Regions from separate parts of the Gossypium hirsutum genome. Here region 1 is linked to region 2. The links are chromatin contacts, called in public Hi-C maps. All regions are on one chromosome and are shown on one strand. Each heading gives the region's core, a stretch centred on a gene start, on an enhancer-like site or on the middle of the called end of the contact. The rest is flanking DNA. Distances are from core to core; before and after follow the strand shown.

Region 1 (4,797 bases), core at 1,282-3,781, 230 kb before region 2:
TCAACATAATGTATAATTGAGATATCAAATCCATAAAATTAAAAAAGAAAAACGAATCAATCCAAAAATAATAAAGAATTAATTCATTCTCAATGATTCAACATGACAAAGCTCGGATGCCACTTGTTAGATTTGTAAAATAAATCTAAAATAAAACTTAATAAACCAGGATCTATCATATCAAATCATTACAAATAAATCAAGAACAAAACTAGATGCGGAAGCGTACTTGAATCCATGAATTCCTTAAAGTTTTTCGAATATTGGAGATTTGATCTTCCAAATTAGCACACAAGAAATTCAAAGAATATTTGCTCTCTCTTTCCTAAGGATGAGATATTAGAAAAGTTATCTTGTGTGCAATTTGGAGACCATAACCCTAATATATATAACTTTGGCACATAGTCCCAATTCTTAATTAGCCTCTCATTAATTAGAAATTGATTAGAACTTAATTACTAGAGTATCTACACATATTTGACCCATATTTTATCTAATAATTAAAGCGCAATGAAATTTTAACCAAACTAGATCACTTTTAATTTGGGCTAACCTATCATAATAGTAAATAATAACATGTAATTACTCTTATTATATATGTGATGTCCATATTTTCCAACAATTTCCTCTTACATTAAGATACACCCGTGGTTGATTTAAGCATCACAAAAAAAAAAGCTTCGATGGTCGTAGTCAATGTTCATCTTGTAGGAACTTTTACCTTCTATGCCAAAGTCTTCTTCAAAGGACTCTAATAAGCTCATGGTCAATACTAAAACTGGTCCTATTAAAAATATGAGTTATGATAAAATAATTTGGGACTAATAATAGATGAGTAAAAAGAATATAGATGTGATGTATTCATATGACTAAGACAACACATAAGTACTACACTAATAAAGATTGAATCTTCTCTGATTCAGTCTCACCTAAATATATGCCTCTCAAGCCCACTCAAATTATACGTTGAATGATCTTTAAAAGTTGTTTAAAAGTTTTTGTTTTTCTTGAGAAAAGATAGATCCTCCTTAAGAATGGATTATTCCAACCTAAAAGAAGATAATATTTTTAAAAGTAATTTTGATATTAAACAATTAGACAAGATCCGGCCGTAGTAGATATGTTACAATATTTTTTCTACCTTTATCTAGGAGTTTTTTTGTTTAATTAAATCTTTAATCAAACCCAACCCAAGTTAAAAGGAATAATTTTCAAGCTTGATGCCATCAACCAAATTACCTTTCCATTTAAAACAAATTTAATATTGCACATTATACTAATAAAAATCATTATCAAACCAAATTTATTAAATTAAGATAACGTGGTAATAGCTCAAAAAAAGCTTTAAACAAATAGTTATTAAAGGAGATGGTGCTGCAATTATTAAGAAACGCCAAAATAATTGAACATGACATACCTAAATATATTAACTCCAACTCTTTTTTGACACATGACCAGATCAGCAAATTTGATGTTTTGACTTTTTTCACTATACCTTTTTACTGAAAGCAATTATTGAATAATTTATGGTTCATTTAATCAAAGGGTGAATCTAACTTAAAAGGTTTGGAATTTGTTTGTTGGAAAGTATAATGCACTGTTAATTCACGTTATTCGGAATGGTTTAGCAGCGGTTAGTAATGTTGGCGAAATCAGGATGATTCACTAATGATGTATTAAAATTTGGTAAGTAAATTTTCTGCATTTTATAAGGGACAGTAATAAAGCTGTTGATTGTCTATTTAAGATAATGGGAGATGGAATTGATCGGATAGTGGTCCTTTTTGATCCACCGTATTATGTGAGATATTTGTTGGAGGAGAATATTCATTGTTCACTGCTAGAAGTAGATGAAATACATTAGCTTCACTCGAATTTTAGGCATTTCTTAAGCTTTATTTTCTACCAAAAAAAGTTTGGAATTTGTTTAATTATTTATCTAAAAATAAAAGAAGGAAGGTTGACTTACCCCGGTATAAAATTTTTAATATTTTAATGATTTAACAGTTGAATTTATCGATATAATTATATTTGTCATACATATAAATTTTCGAATTGATCTAATATCTCTATCATCTCGATCTAAAATACTTTATATATTGATATATATTCAACAGTTAATTTTTTTTATAAAACAAATCGTTAGAAAATTTTAATTTACATCAAATTTGATATACATAATTTATATGAATGAAGTGTTAAATCTAATAATAGAATTATTAAGATATTAATCGTACAAAAAATACAAAAGGATATAAGTGAATCCCTCTCTAAAAAAAATACTATATATGATTATTTTAAATTTGGTATTCATATCTGTTTTTAGGATTCATATTTAAAATTCGTGATTATCCTTCTTAACAATGATGTCGTTTATATGATTTAGAGTACATGTATTATATATTTTTATATACCATCACTAATTTATTATTTATTTTGATACCATCATTGTAGTTATATTTTGATACAAGCAATGAGGCCAAATAAGGAAGAAGTATATTATAGACAAGCAAGTTAGAAGTTACAACTTGTGTTCTAGTTTAATCAAATTTCCATTTATTTTTTATTTGCTGTCATGTTCTTTGCATTATTGTCCTACATTAAATTTCCCAATAAAAAGAAGCCCCCCAAAAGAGTACGCATTCTTCTATTTCTTTATACAGTTAAAAAAATAGCAGGACACTGTCCATGATGTCCTTTATCATCAGTACTTTTCAGTGAGGTTCAAGGGTTTTATTTTCCTTTTTTTTTATATAAAAAAGAACTTGTATTTTTAAATAAAGAATCTAAAATTTAAAATTAAAACTATTTAATAAAATATTTATTGTTCAAAATAATATTTATTATGTAATTAAAATTAAAAATTGAATTTAACCCTTTTTTTACACCCCATGGTATCCGAAATCACATTGAGTTTCGAGCCGACAGTGATTGGTTCAATTGATAAGATTTGGTTCTTACAGGGACTGCCTCCGGATTATATGCTGTCGAGTTATTTTTGGATGCCAGGTTCATATACGATTCTAGTTGAAGTCGGTAACTTAAATAAAAGTTCTAATTGGAATCAATATTCTATACAGTAAATGAGTTTTGCAGTTATATATATAAATAAGCAGAGTTTTTGAGATCTCTGTCAGTAAAATTAGCTTATAGGGCTTGTAGAAGGGAATAGAGATTTGTTTGATAATTGGCAAATAATCGATTGCATTTTCTTGTTTGTGTTACCGGCTAAGGATCCTCAAACCTCGCAGAAGAAGGAAGAAAAAGAAGAATCATGGAACAAGATAAGTTGGATTACGTACTGGTTCCATTGGGACTGCTGCTGCTTTCTCTCTATCATCTATGGCTTCTTTGTACCATTATCAAGCACCCTACAAGGACTGTCATCGGCTTAAATGCCCAGTCTCGTCACCAATGGGTTGTCTCCATGATGTCTGTCAGTCTCTCTCTCTCTCTCTCTCTCTCTTCTGCCATTTGTTATTTAGATTAATTTTGAGTAATGGGTTCTTTTCAAAGTTTTGGAATTTCTGTACCTATGGGATCAAAACCTGTTAGGAACATCATTATATTTGTAGGCTGTAGAGTTCTCAACTTTTATATTGTTCTATGACTTTAGGGAGTGAAGTATTTAACTTTGAAGGTGGCCTGATCTGTTTCGTACAAATATCTTACAATCTTTCAGAATGGAAATAATGTAATAACTGTTTAAGTGTAAATCTACTGTTTTGAGTATCACAAAAGCAAGAATAAACGAAAGACACAGTACTTATTATGCTGGTTTCTCTTTGAATTTGCTTTCTTGTGGCTGATTTGGGGAGAGCTTGATGAGCCAATGACTAGTTAAACTTTTGGTGTATTTCCTTCCTTTTGGCTCAATTGGTTAATTGATGCTTTCAATATACTTGCCACTAGAGGTTGAAAAGTTAATAAAAGTCAGAAGAAATGACGAAGAGTTTAATGACTTGAACAAAAAGGAGCGATTACAAATGGTTTGAGTGGAACACATTCAAGTGTAATCATTCCTTATAGAAGTCACATTCAAGTAGTAAAAGTAACAATATTTCTCGTCAATTGCTAAATGTTGATGCTATAGATGCTGTTGTTTCATCAATAGAAAAATAAATAAATATACTTCTGAGCTGCTTGTGAGATTGCAGAAACAGATAGCTCCCAAATCACGACATGCCTTTTTGTTGTCTCTCTTTTAATGAGCTTAACATGATGATTTGTAGTTCTTTTATTAAAAGAATGTAGCATCCTTCGCTGGTCTGAATTTGATAAATCCAGAACACATTACAATATGGAAACATTTTCTGTTTCCATAGAATGTCACTGTGCTTGTACTAAGCATGATATTGTCGTTGATGTTTCAGGATCCGTTGAAAAATGGTGTTCTAGCAGTACAAACAATACGCAACAACATAATGGCGTCGACACTTTTGGCCACGATAGCAATCACTCTCAGTTCACTGATTAGTGTTTTCGTTAGCAGCAGCTCAGACTCTGGCAACACAAGTTCCGAAATAGTTTTTGGGAACAAGACTCGCCTACTGTCTTCCATCAAGTATTTTTCCATCTTGTTGTGTTTCCTTGTTGCTTTTCTTTGCAATGTGCAGTCTATTAGATACTACGCCCATGTAAGCTTCTTGGTCACGCTCTCTTCACCCATAGACAACATGGAGACTGTTGAGTATGTTGCAAGAAACTTAAACAGAGGAAGTTATTTCTGGTCACTTGGACTGCGAGCCTTCTACTTATCCTTCTCTCTATTGCTATGGATCTTTGGGCCTATACCCA
Region 2 (5,592 bases), core at 2,955-5,454:
ATTATTTATTATTCCAGTTTCAAGTTGTCTCTTAGGTTTTGTATTAAAAAAATAAGTTTATTAAGTTATAACTTAACAAACATTAACTGAGGAACTTCAACCTTTACAAATTTCAAAAACTTTATTTTTAGTCTCTATTTAGACTTATTTGTGTTTTTTTTCTTTTTTGGAAAGGAGGTTTGAAAAGTAGCAAGGCTAGATACAAATCGCATTGAGAGTGGGATAATGTAGATTGCAGCTTTAATTATCAATTGCTTGCTGAAAATGTTGCCTGTATTTTTTCTTTTAGTGGTGAAGTGGGGAAAAAAGAGATACAATTAATGGAAGCTACATTATATCTTTAATTTGATGTCAAACTTAATAGGTAATTTTCCATAATAAATTAGACAAGAAATAACAAGGATAAACTTAGTTATAAGTCTATACAATATAGAAATTGATTTTAGTTTATAAATTCAGGATGTAATAGCATTAGAGGTCAATATATAAAAACTTCGGCCTTCTCCTTTGTGGAATATGGTCCAATTCAAAGGCCTCTCTAATATCATAATTTCTCTCAAACTCCGACTTAGTAAAATGTTCAATAAACTCTAACAGGTAAAAAAGAGTTAATAATCAATAAGTTTAAGTTACTAAATATCTGCGCGTGTGTGTCACATCTAACATTTCATGGTTCCATGCTTTTGAGGGACCCTTGCAAATGGGTTGATAAAGGTTTTTTTTTACGGAGCCCAAAATGAAAAATAACTGTCAGATATCTCTCATATCATTCAATAGTTTTCTCTCAAGTTGTATAGTTCATAGATAACAGAAAACTTTCAAATGGATGGATACTTGCAAGCAATAGATCTTGATTACTTATAGTTGGTTGCATCCATCAAAGTTGTCAATCAATTGTTGCTTTTTTTGAAACCTTTCAGACAATCAACTTGATTTGTTGTTAGAATTGGTCCCTTGACAATGAGTTATATCCCTAAACAAATTGTCTAATAGCAAAACTTTAAAAAGGTTGCAATGTGATGTATTAATTGTCTAATAATATAAATCCCTACACATTACTTTCAAAATCAGCAATATTCAAGAATAACCCTTTAACCCCACAACGCAAGTGGTACATTAGGAATCAATTTGACTATAAATAACTAAGGCATAACAACTTCCATTGATCCTCAATGGTCAATATCATGAACTATCCATTACCAATTACAATTAAACCAAGTTGGATTTCTCAAGTCCCTGTTAAAATAATGAAATATGGATACCAAATCAAGACATATAAATATAAGTAAATATTTGTTGGCTTCGTAGTAGTTTACATGAAAAAAAAAAGTTTGATAACCTTATTAAAGGTACTTTAAAGAATCTAGAATAATTTTAGATATGTAAAACAACACAAAATCAAATCATCAATTACCAAAAAAGAGCTTACCCTCAAACAATTTCAACCAAGTTTAGAAAGCCTAATGAACAAAAGCATCCCTCCCTACCGAAGGAAATTATGATTCGAATTCAGGATATTTCCTAGGAAAGGCGAACACCTTGCCAATATGCCACAACTTAGGGTTACTGCTCTAACTATATAGACACTAGTTTTCCTCATAAATGACACAACAGAGATGAAATTAAGAAGTGAGTTAGGGAAATTAGAGGTTGTGTTTAGCCTTTAGTGATGAACATAGCAAGAGAAAATTTATAATGAGTAAAGAATGAATGTTAGAAGTAAAAGGAAGAAAATAGGGTGAGAAGAAAAGGTAAGAGTGGCTTGAAGGTGATGACAGAAGCATAAAGAGCACAAAGGAGTGGGATGCATTGCTTCAAGACTCCTAATTGCACACCATCATCTGTGCTCTCTATCTTCTGTCAACAACAATCACCAATTGCCTCCTCGCTTTCCTCCCCGGCCCTTAGAGTCCCTACACCTACGCACTATTGTTTTAGTTAAAAATTCATTAGACCATAGGAAAGGAAGAAAAGGTTACTTTAAAAGGAAAGGTTGGCCTTGGGAGATGAAAAGTATAACTATTTAAGAAAGGGAAAGAAAAAAGGTTGAATGGAAAGAAAGACATTGGTGAATGATCTATAGAAGTCGTCCGATAGGCCTGTATTTATAGGAAGAGAAAAGTGACACCCACTCAAAAGAATAATAAGTGTAGGGTATACAACAGGAGAGAGGTACTAACCACTACCTGTCCCTCTTGTACTCCCCCTATATGCCATTTGCTATCCTTTTTTATAGTAAAAAAATTATTTCTCTCACGCCTTTTACCTTTCTAACTCTCCATAACAACCCAAATCCTACCACCTTTATTTTTTCAATCTGGATTACTTTTGGAATGATTTAATCATTTGCCTTTCTACATATTTGATTAGTACAAAAAATTAGTGCTCTTGATGTGTTAATTAACTCTTGGGATGTATTAGAATTTTATAAAAATAATTAGGAAATAAATGTGTAGTGTGGTGTGAATTGGATTATAGTATATATCTCTGCACAAAAACAGATTCTCAGTTTGAATGATCATTGCATTCTTTGCGGCTGCTGTTTTCATCATTGCATTCTTTGCGGCTGCTGTTTTCATGACATGCCATGTGCCTTACAATTTGCTCCTACTCAAATCTTACGAGATCATGTTACAAAGTCAAAACCAGCATGTTTCGGCTGTAAAATCTTCATCATTTCCGACAAGTTTTTACAATACCAACAACCGTAAAAATAATATATTAGGAGAGAATTTTTGTTGCGGGTGGGTATTCACAAAATGGTTTAAATCTAGTTTTATTTAAATTGGGATGTTATTCAAGTAAATTTTTTTTAATAATGTTAATTTTAAAATTTAAATTTATTTAAGTATTTGAAATAAAGTTTTTATTCTCATTTTTTTCAACTATTCGTTAATTTGTATTTGCATTTGTATTTGTGTCTTTAAAATTTTAATAAATTATTATAATGTTTATACAATTAACATGAAAAATTAGCAAACATAATTTGCATGATCCAATTTGATATGCAGATCTTGTTAGTTGATGATATATGAGAATGAGACCCACCATGCAAAAATACATTTACTAAATATACAAATTCATAGATGCTGCTTTAGTGGTTGAAATGACACAGAAATGAGAAATATATGTGGACGAATTAGCCTCTGCAGACTAATAAAAGAGCATATTGCTATCTTGAAGCTATATCTAACATGGCACTGCTGCTTAATTTGATTTACGTCAAAATTTTAAAACAAAAATAACGAAAATAGCTCTATTAGGAATGGTAATGGAGTGGTGCAGAAGTAAATATTGCTAAATCTATTACTTCTTCCCAAGTGGCACGTTTTACTCATTCATTTGTCCCGCTCCATTATGGATATATAATCTTGAAAATTATTATCACTTTCATGGATATTGGATGCATTCATCCCTGCTCCACCCTACTCCGTTTCTATTTATCTTTAATTTTTTTAATCTTTTTCACATCAAATAAATATTTAAACATGATTTTTCAAAAACTATATATTTAAATATAAAATATATGATTTTTTCTATATTATGTTATTATAGTTTTACCCTTTTAATCATTTATACATATAAGAATAAAATAGTAACTTTATATAGTGAAGCGAGTCGAGACAATCAATTACCATAATCGCTCCATAGCTATTACTAAAAAAAAATCCACCCCACCCCATCTCATCTCATCCCGTCTTGTCTCGTCTCATCTTGTATCTACTTTTTCAAATAAAAAATCAACTTCATTCAAAATAAGTTGATGCCAAATTTATTTAGCAGTACAAGTTTTATCATCCCTAATCTCCACGGCAAATTCATCCACTAAAAGCCAAATATACTTGGTTAAAGATTGGACCTCACCCTTTATGCTTTCATAATTACCAAATACAGATTTCAGAATCATTTTATTGTCGGGTAAAGGAATAAGATAAGGTCAGTCCCTCTTTATAAGTTTCCAATTATAGGGATACAGCTTTTTTTTGGCCAACTTAGGGATACAGCTTAGCATATATATGTTCAAACGTCTGGTGCTAAACTAGGGATACCATTATTTAACAAGATAATTTAACTAACTGGGCTTCTTTTTTGCTAATATCGGTAACCTACGAGGATGCCATTTCCCCTTATATATGTATCTCTTAAAGGCAGCATAGGTGTTGTTGGCTAAGATCTAATAACATAGAGGGCAGCTAGCTAAATAAAAAAAAGCATGTTGGACCTGGACATTTGTGGTCCATTTTTTACGGTCTTACGTATGGCTGCTCAAGTAGTCAGCTTTTGTCATGCAATTTGCATTACTTTAATAGTACTAATAATGACTGCAAAAAAGGAAATAAAAAGACACAACGTCATTAAAATGGATGGTAAAATTCAGTTGCCAAAAACATTAAAAAAAAAAAAAGGAAAAGGTATTCTTCTTTTTTTCCCGAGATATATATTTGGTTTTCAATTTCCAACCACATATTATGATGTGAACATGGATGGAGTAAAATCACTTGTATTGAATAATTCAATAAAGTTGATCATCATGAAATTTGGAATATGAGTTAAATAGCAATTAGATTTTGAATAAGATTCAAGTATATTTGGTTGAGTTACATATTGATGAGGTTTTTTTTAGTTCAAATTACTATTGAATTATTGGAGAGCGTATGGATAAAAAATTTATACAAGTCCAATTTGAAAATTACACATTGAAAAGCTTTGGATTAATTTTGGGCTAATTTTAGGATTTTTTTTTAAATGATTGAGTACAATAGTAAAAACAGGTTGTACTTCTAATGAGAAATGCAAGTTTAAACTTTAGAAATAACATTATTAAGAAATATAGTTACAATTTTGAACGGACTGTAAATTGAATACGGAAAATACCCGAAAAGATTTTACTTTAAAATAATATTTGTAATTCAACTAGACCTGTCCATGGGCCGGGCGGCCTGGCCCGAAATATGGGGGGTTCGGGTAAAAATATAGGCTCGAAATATGGGCTTGGGTAAAAAATGAGGCCCGTTTAAAAAAGGGTCGGGCCTCGGGCACCACTTTTTTGGCCCGGGCCGGGCCGGGGCCCAAATATAATAAATATATATATATTTTATTTTTTAATTTTAAAATACTTTTAAAATAATTTTTTTTATTTTTTTATTTTTAAAATAATTTTTTAATGTTTATTTTAAAAATAGGCCGGGTCGGGCCGGGCTCGGGCTTATTATATTTTTCCCAGGCCGGGTCTGGGAAAAATTTTAGGCCCATATTTCGGGCCAGGCCCGGGCCTAGGAGGCGGGCTGAAAATTTTTTCCGAGCCCGGCCCAAACCAGGGCCGGCCCGGCCCATGGACAGGTCTAAATTCTACCATATCTCTTAAATTATATAATTGGCTTAAACACATCATTAAAGTTGTATTTCCTTTTGAATTTTCTTAAATTTATTTGTAATCCTATAAATACATTGCTTGGCAACCTTTGCAATTGTGCTTTTTAAATAATAAAAGTATAGCGTAAGGCATTTCAGAGATTGAAAGATTCATCTTTGTTGGAAAAGTTGTTTAGTTACCAACTTATTTCGAAGTCTCAATTATCCATTTTGCTAGGA

Evidence for each region. A called contact is a pair of places that touch in the nucleus more often than the background predicts.
Region 1: a Hi-C map of leaf shows a contact between it and region 2, with 1.6 times the contacts expected there. The contact joins the promoter of LOC107891978 here to the enhancer-like site in region 2. A contact is called at or near these places in 2 of 34 Hi-C or Micro-C datasets (fibers and leaf).

What each region holds. Positions count from the first base shown.
Region 1 is chrD09:26,299,995-26,304,791 of Gossypium_hirsutum_v2.1, reverse strand. LOC107891978 reads left to right here and starts at 2,531. Exons shown (of 3, transcript XM_016816919.2): 1 at 2,531-3,436; 2 at 4,374-4,797. The coding sequence starts at 3,275.
Region 2 is chrD09:26,074,838-26,080,429 of Gossypium_hirsutum_v2.1, reverse strand. No RefSeq gene overlaps it. Among protein-coding and RNA genes, the nearest start is that of LOC121221156, 29 kb to the right of the region's middle. Within about 2 kb of position 4,204, at least 2 of the 9 cell types and tissues checked have an H3K27ac peak or open chromatin away from gene starts, as enhancers often do. A contact at or near this core is called in leaf, where this site is marked.